Regions from separate parts of the Sus scrofa genome. Here regions 1 and 3 are each linked to region 2. A link is a contact called in public HiChIP or PLAC-seq and promoter capture Hi-C data. All regions are on one chromosome and are shown on one strand. Each heading gives the region's core, a stretch centred on a gene start, on an enhancer-like site or on the middle of the called end of the contact. The rest is flanking DNA. Distances are from core to core; before and after follow the strand shown. Region 1 holds the start of OMD (osteomodulin). Region 2 holds the start of ECM2 (extracellular matrix protein 2). Region 3 holds the start of OGN (osteoglycin).

What was found. Promoter capture Hi-C pulls out the DNA fragments that hold promoters and counts their contacts. HiChIP or PLAC-seq counts read pairs in DNA pulled down with a chosen protein or histone mark.
Region 1: a promoter capture Hi-C map of fetal liver shows a contact between it and region 2, with 2.7 times the contacts expected there. The contact joins the promoter of OMD here to the promoter of ECM2 in region 2. A contact is called at or near these places in 1 of 5 promoter capture datasets (fetal liver), 1 of 47 Hi-C or Micro-C datasets (skeletal muscle) and 1 of 2 datasets of contacts at active chromatin or transcription factors (skeletal muscle).
Region 3: a contact with region 2 is called in an H3K27ac HiChIP or PLAC-seq map of skeletal muscle, with 4 times the contacts expected there. The contact joins the promoter of OGN here to the promoter of ECM2 in region 2. A contact is called at or near these places in 2 of 47 Hi-C or Micro-C datasets (embryonic fibroblasts and omental adipose tissue) and 1 of 2 datasets of contacts at active chromatin or transcription factors (skeletal muscle).

The regions. Positions count from the first base shown.
Region 1 is chr3:42,153,765-42,156,464 of Sscrofa11.1, forward strand. OMD (osteomodulin) reads right to left here and starts at 1,268. Exons shown (of 3, transcript XM_003124781.4): 1 at 587-1,268. All of the region lies in intron 5 of CENPP (centromere protein P), which reads left to right.
Region 2 is chr3:42,242,408-42,245,107 of Sscrofa11.1, forward strand. ECM2 (extracellular matrix protein 2) reads right to left here and starts at 1,339. Exons shown (of 10, transcript XM_021086993.1): 1 at 997-1,339. The region is part of intron 5 of CENPP (centromere protein P); the gene reads left to right.
Region 3 is chr3:42,133,386-42,136,085 of Sscrofa11.1, forward strand. OGN (osteoglycin) reads right to left here and starts at 1,319. Exons shown (of 6, transcript NM_001315728.1): 1 at 1,146-1,319. The coding sequence starts at 1,319. The region is part of intron 5 of CENPP (centromere protein P); the gene reads left to right.

The DNA of each region.
Region 1 (2,700 bases), core at 18-2,517, 89 kb before region 2:
AATATGAGTCTCAAAATTATTTTTAGCTATAATACATTTGAATCTTAATTAATTTAAATTCAAAAACTAGATCCTTCAGTGCTAGGAGGGTACTTGTTTTTTGTCTTTGAGAAAAAGGCAAAAACATTGTAATATCAGGGATTTGGTTAATAGAGAAATTTTAATAAAATTGCTAGTAAAATTCTTCAAATACCTATCTTCTCTACAACCGGAATCTAGCATTGCTCAGATATATGGCTCAAAGGCATTTTTCCATATTTTGTCACTTAAAGTTTGAGAGAGAAAGAGAAAGAAACAGAAAGTTATTCCATTAACCTGAGAATCTTTCATTCAGAGTAATAAATAAATAAATAAATAAAGATATATTGGGTAAATCCCAAGTTAGAAAATTAAATTCACTATATTATACCTTTCCCTGAATATTTTGGCTGATCAAATTTTAGTGTAGCTTTTTACCAGATATTGCTTATAAAACTGTGCATTTATGATGGCTACAGTCTATTTTAATGTTAAACAAGTCACATATACTTTGTTTTTAACAGTAGGAATATTTTCTTAAAAATTAAAAATTATTTTATCATCATACCTGTTGAGTTTGCTTTAGTTTTCAGGGGTTGATGAGTTTGCAAATCCTGTAAATGAATCAGAAATTCCTTAAGTCTTAAACTGAGTCTCTTAAAAATCCACAGTAACTGTGTGTCCAGGCAGGGCTGTCTCTTGAATTACTATAGCAATTTAAGCAAAATAATCTGCTTGGAAAACACTTGGGTTGAATTAAAATTATGCATTTCTTTTCATTATCCAAAGCTTTCTGGACTCAAATTAAAATGCTTGTGTTCTTGGTCAGATTTATGTGGCTTACTTCTTTCTCTCCCCCTTAATTTTGGTTTGAGGTGTGGCAAGAATTTCCTCTAATATGAAAGGCAAACAGAACTAAATGAAACAGCTTGTACTGATTACTGTTTTTGTTTTCATTTTCGTGCCAAAGAATTCTTCAAATTAAGGTCCATTCTAACATGGAGTTCAGTGTCTTGGAATTTTAAGGTGGAACTCAGAGTCATATTGAGATCTGGGTTGTCTGATACCTTTGGTTCACACCAGTGCTTCCATTTATTAAGACAAGGAACCAGGATTAGAACCATGCAGCATTTCACATCTAGTATATTTTAAAAATGAAAGAGATTGTCATTTGTGACACATTAAATATATAACTTTTCCATTCAAAAAAAATTTATACCTTCTCAGTGCTTTCTCACCTTCCTCCCACATACTAACATGCCTTCTAATAACCTTTGAAATAAAATTAATCTCTTAGTTATGGAATTCACTTAGAAGGTATATTTCTGATTTGTCTGTTTTTAATAGTTAAAAATAATTTTATAGTATTGAATAAGGTGGAATTAGGAACTTCTTTTGATCAATTCTTATTGCCTTTATTTTGCAGATGTAGAAAATTTACAGATTTCACTGAGCTGTCTCTCCTGAAGAGTAGGAGTTAGCTACTTATATTTTTATACTAATTTCATATTTTAAACAGAGAGTTCTTGTGCTCTTGGCAATGAACTTTGAGTTCATTCTTTAGGAGATTCTTTCAAGCTTGTGCAAACTAATAAGGTAAAGTGAATCCTAGAATTTGTTTTGTTTCCTCAAAATAGTATTTTCCATTAGGTTTTTACAAAGAATTAACAAGATTATTTTGTTATATTTCAGATTTTTAAAAAGTGAACAGTGTTTCAAGAGATGTTTTGGCAATATGTAAAAATCTTGTCTATTAGTTGAGACAGTGGTATGTGAAACGTGGCCGTTGTATTTGGGCCAAGATTTCATCATGTTACTGATCTTTTCCGTATGTTTCCTATTAGTGTTTGTTCATAAACCTCAGCCTTCCACACTAAGAGAGCAAATCTGTGTACTTTTTCCAAAAATTATTCTACATGCCCTCACAGTTCTTTTGGAACATTAATTTAAAATTAACAACTTAATTTTTATTTAATTCTTCATTTAACTCTGTGATTTGAACTTAGGATAGTGATTGTTGCTCATGTTCCTAACAAATGTGAAAGTATTTATCAGTAGACAGATAGAACACTCTGAGTCAAAAGTGTCTAGGAAGTTTAAACAAAGTTGATGGTGTCCAGGAAGTTTAGGTTGGCAGGGGGTAGGAGAGGTGGTTCAAGTCAGGCCTCAGAGGAAAAATAGAAGCTGCAAGTGATTGTGACAGTTCATTGTTTTCATTTGGTGTTTATAATTGTGGCATTTAGGAAATGAAGTCAATTGAATTGGTGAAAGTCTTGGTTATATTCTGCCATTATAATTTGATTGAAGTAGATACAGTATCTCAGAGCTGAATTACTAGTGCTAGCTGGGAAAGGTCTGACTGAGAGCCAGTAATTGTAGTTATAAACTATAAATCTTTTTAATTCATTTATGTATTCAGCTAGTATTTGTTGAGCACCTACTTTGTTCAAGGCACTTTTAGGTGCAGAGGACTCAGCAGTTAGAGTCTCTGTATTCATAGAAGAGGAAGACAGAAAACAACAACAACGTATGTCATGTTGTGTAGAGTGCAGTAGAGAACAAAGCAAGGTAGATGGTAAACGGGAATGAGGACAGGGTGTAAGTCAGTATTTCTGACACTGCTGTGTTGCGTGCTGGAGTGGAACGGTTAAGTAACTGTGTGGCAAATGGTGGGGCCATCCA
Region 2 (2,700 bases), core at 89-2,588:
TGAGGAGTCAGGCCCTGAAACTTCCACAACGGTCTCAGGCATCGTGTTGTCCCTGGGCCTCTTAGCAGAGCACTGCCTGAGCTCACCCTTCTCCCATATCCCACCCCTCTTTGTCTTTCTCTTTTTTCTCCCCCTTCCTAATTGGCTCACTTTTACTGATCCAGAAATCTAAATAGATATGTACAGAAATAAATTTACAGAGCCTCTTAATTTTAATAAAATCAGAATCTAAATAGTCTCATTGAAACGTTTCATTTTTATGAAATGGCCTCTTAGTATTAATTTTATAATCAATGCTTGGGCCTTTGTTATTTTCAGTGATTTGTAGAATTTCACATTGCATTTAATATTTACTTAAAAAACAACTTTGCAATCAGTGAATATGTTTCTAGAGGTAAACTTTTATGACACAGTAGATCTAATCACAGTAGGTATTATTTTGATCAAGTAAATTTTTCTTCCCTTTTAGCATTCATTGTGTTTATCCCAACATTAAATATAATTTATAAAGCTTGGCTAACTTATTTTTATTTTTCTCCATTTAAAAGTTGTTCATCAGCTGAGTTAAGTAAGCTTTAAAAGTATTAAACTTAGAGTTTTAAATGTCCACACAAAGTCATGGGATGCCTGTTATCCTTTTTAACTTCACTCAACAGGCTTAAAATGAAAAACAATTTTAATGAATTCTTTATGCTCTTTACGACTTAAAATTAGAAAAGAATGAAATTTTCAAACCAACTTATACTTCCATCAAGCATCTAATTCTATTTAAACATATAAAATATATTTAATCCTAATTTCATAAAGTTTTAAGTACTTCGGAAGTAGTCATCCTGAAAAAAACAAGTAAACAAAATAATGCACACTTTAAACTTTTAAAATCTGTTATTAGGAGCTAATTTCCTCAAATGTTAAACATATTTACAACATAAAATACCGAAATATTAAAACCATTCCACATGCTTTAGAAGAAACGTAAAATTTAAAACATTTTACCTGGAAATCTAAACTAAGTAGGCTTTGCTTGGTGTCATTTAAGTCTCCAGATGAAAATGAAACAAAACCAGAGCTTTCTTTAAAACAAAGAAGGGAATGTTGAAAAATGTTAACTCACTTCTTAGTAAAATCTAAAATAACTGCTTCCCTGGGGAATACATGCCTTTCGCTTCTTTGTGCAGAAAATCAGCCAGAAGAGTAACCAGGGAAAATGGTTACCAAGGGAAATATTTGTTCTAAATCACAGGAAAAGGGGAAAGCGACAGCGGGGGAGAAAAGCATTCGTCTGTAGGCTGAGAAGGCAGTTAGAAGCACAAAAACGGGGCTTGATTAAGAAATGTGTGATGTTTGTAAACTAATTGTGTTTAAAATATCTTAACATTCATACTAGCCTGCCTATCACTTGAGCTTTATCAGACTGCAGAGATGCTGTTGTTGCCAAGTTAGAGGACTGTGCATTCCTAGGATGCCTTTAATTGGGGTAATGTTATTTAACTCTTTCATCATTTTTCTGCCAGCTACACCAATCTCACTGGCAATATTGTTAGCAAAACAAAAGGCTGTTATATATTAATGTCATTGAAATTATGTAACTTCCACCTTTAAGCAATAACAAGAAAATATGCAAAGGAGCCATGAGGCTTCTGATTATGATTACTCTGGCAGATGAATTATCTACTTCAGCCTCAGTTTTTTCATCTGCAAATGAGCAGGTCAGAGACAGATGAAGGTTCCAGGCCCACAGTACTGCTTATGGGGTACCTTGGGTGAGTTACCTTCTTTGTACAGCTGGGATGTTAATACCTTTCTTTCACATTTTTGTGCAAATGAATGTGCTATCCATTCATTATGTGAATGAATAGCATATACAAAATGCCTGTCATAGACTAGGTAATTATATCTTTTTTTTTTAGTTATTACTTACCTCAGAAGTCTAAATTATTTAACAGAGAGTAACTTCATTTTTGTTCTTCCTAAAAATCTTAACATGACCTAGATAGATCATATCAGGATGATGGAATGATCACATGGGGCACCCAAAATTCCAAAAATAACAAAACTATGTTTGCTTTTAAAAATGTAACACTGCAGGAGTTCCTGCTGTGGCACAACAGGATCAGTGGCATCATGGGGGCACTGGGTCGCAGGTTTGATCCCTGGCCCAGCAGAGTTGGTTAAGGATTGTGCATTGCCACAACTGCAGCTTAGGTCACAACTCTCGCTCAAATCTGGTCCCTGGCCCAGGAACTCCATGTGGCACGAGGCAGCCAAAAAAGAAAAAAAAAAAAAAAAAAAAAAAAAGTAGCATTGTGGAGTTCTCTTGTGGCTCAGTGGGTTAAGGATCCAGTGTTGTCACTGAAGCAGCTTAGGTCACTGCTGTGGCACAGGTTTGATTCCTGGCCCGGGAACTTCCACATGCTGTAGGTATGGCAAAAAAAAAAAAAGTAACACTGCACTACAAAATAATTAGTTCTATTAGAAGACAAGAAATTTTGAAAAATTCCTTTAAGACATAGGCTCAGACAAATGATGCCAAAGACCAAAACATCGAGAAAGGATGATTGTGTGGGTATTCCAGGTTTAGAAATTATAAATCCTAGGAATGGTGAGATTCACTGGACCCCAGTCCTCCTGACGTCTCCATCATTTGTTCCACATATTAGGCATTTCCGTCTAAATTGAACTCATGCTCTTATCTACTTG
Region 3 (2,700 bases), core at 69-2,568, 110 kb before region 2:
TCTAAAGCAGTGTAAAGAGAAGAAGTGGGTAAAGTTTTACTTACTACATTTTAGGGACCAAGGGATTTCGAAAGTATTCTTTTAACTGATTGATAGATTCAAATCAGCCATGTGAACCAAAAGCTTGCTGTTATGATGGGCCTTTTTCTTTAAGCTTATATATACTTAAATAATAATGATGATGATAATGGCTATTAACCAACTCCATTGAAAGAAATTGTAGTGTTAACATTTGCTCATGTGTACTAAAAAGAGCATTAAAAGGAAGCATTTATAACTGTTCACTCTTAAAATCTTTGTAATCTTATTTATAGTGAAGAACTTGTGAAGCAACCAAGATTATTATGTATTTGGCTGCATTTCTCATTTTTCATTTTGTGCCTGTGTGTGAAAGAGAGACGGACATACAGACACACAGTAGGCAGGCAACAGATACTTCTGTGGTGTATTAACTTTTTCCTTTCCCAGAGTTCATTTCTGTGTGCCAGTAAAACCACAAGTAATTACTTAGCCCCTGTTGAAGTAGAATATGAAAGATGTGGTATGAAAGTCATCCCTGTACAGTATTAGCTCAGCGACAATTACAGATACTTGATAAAATGATAGGTTCTAAATTGTTGAAACTGATGAAAAATTAAGCCCCTTATCAAGTAGTTTTCATTTTTTGATACTGTGTATAGTTGGCATATGTGAATTCTTATGAAATACTGAAATAATCCAAATAAGCAGTACCCTTCTGTTTATTCCCTTGAACCACTTCTTCCTAAAACAATAAACCTTAAGCTAGTAATCCATCTTTATTTCCTAATACATATTTCTCCTATTTTATTTTACTGTACAAATATAGGGCATTGTGTAACATTAGCATATAAATCTCAACTGGTCAGAAATCATCTTAAAGTTTAGTTTTCCTTAAATTTCATGTTTTGGTTGCTACAGATACTGTTTGGTCATCATAGATTCTGTTTATTAATTTGGGAAGCATGCATACTTTAAAATTATCATCTTATGGACAGTTATTTTGAATTATTTTGACTCATATAAAGTGCTTTTCATTTACCCTCAGATACAGTCAGAAAAAACAAAAACATGCATTTAAATGGGTGATTATTTTAGAAATTAAATTTAGAGTAGAAGTAAAATACCTTAATACTTTTTCCATCCAGGTATTTATCCTCATAATCTTGGCTAAATAAGGTTTCTTCAAAATTATTTGTTCCATAATCAGAGATAATGCGAGAGTCCTGCTGAGATGGTGGTGCTGGCTTTATCAGAGGCACAAACAGGAACAAGAGAAGTGTAGATTGCAGAGTCTTCATTTTAGCAAAAATTAAGGTGTCTGGAAGTTAATAAGCTAGTGGCCTGCTGACTGTGGGACAATACTCTCTTTTTCCCTGGAAGTAAAAACGCAGACCATCGAAGCAATATTTAAAAGCTTAGAGGACTTTTTGGCAGAGTGTACGCAGTAGGGACTAGAGAACAAGTATTTAACCCTTAGTGATCTTTAATTAGATGCTAAAAGTTTTTATGTATTGATGACCTTCTGAAAAATAGTTTCAGAAAGTGGTTTTTGTTCTTTTTCTATCAAAAATCCAAGCACTGTTGACAATTTCAGTTTTTTAATAGTTAGGTGCCTTGAACAAAGGTACTTGTATACAGTTGAAATCTTCTTAGGATACCTGTAATTTAAATAGTTAACATGAAGACCCATGATCCTGTCTCATGTGAGTTAGAAATATCATATTTCAACTTTGGTACTTTATAAGAACTCTTGATTTGTAGTGGTATGAACAGAAACAAGTTCCAAGAACAGTTTTAAAATTTAAACATTATGAAAAGTAGTCATTAACACTTACTTTAAGGCAGTACAGGATATTGGAAAAGTCATAATTTGAATTTTCTTAGTTTTATAATTTTTATAGATATTGTTTTTAGTTAATAGCATTGCTTTTTAAAATTTAAACTGAAAAATGAAGAAATAAAGAAAGAAATTGGAAGGATACTTTTAGGCTCACCACTGGATTTTATCTGGTGGTGCACATTTTCCACTTTTCTTAAGTAACTTCAGCCAGAATCACTCAGAGTTGCTGGTGCTGCATTGTAGTTACCAGTTTGTCAAAAACCAATGGTTGAAATTTAAGAATAATATGGTTTTGTGACTTTTGCAGCACCCTGTTCTTGCCTGAATGGATATTAAAGTTAGACAATGATATACTAAAGTGCTTGTTAAAAACAATTGTTCAAAGTAACTGAAACTTAAAAAAATTAAATATGGCCTTTACATTTACCAAGATTCTTAGATGTCACATTTTAACAAACGATATTTAAAATAATATTTGGAAAAAAGAGCCTACCGTTGTAGCTGTTTTGAAGTTTTTTGCGGTTTTCCTCAATAGATGGTCATGGCTTGCAATAGCCCCAAGTGGGAGGGTGAATGAGAAAAGCTGTGGAATGATTTCAAACTGCTGAATAGAATTTCAGGGCCCAGCAGCTTTAAAAGCACTTTCCATTTGGTAATGATCTTTGCCAACATTCCTTCTCTAGGGTGAAATGTAGTGTGTTGTACTAGAGAACTGTGCTTAAAATATTTGTTAAGTGCTGTACTCAGACTGCTTCTACTGATTACCATAAATTTGTGTTATTTTTATTATGTAATGTAATTTTTACTCATGTTTTTGTGAATATTTTTTATGAAGATGG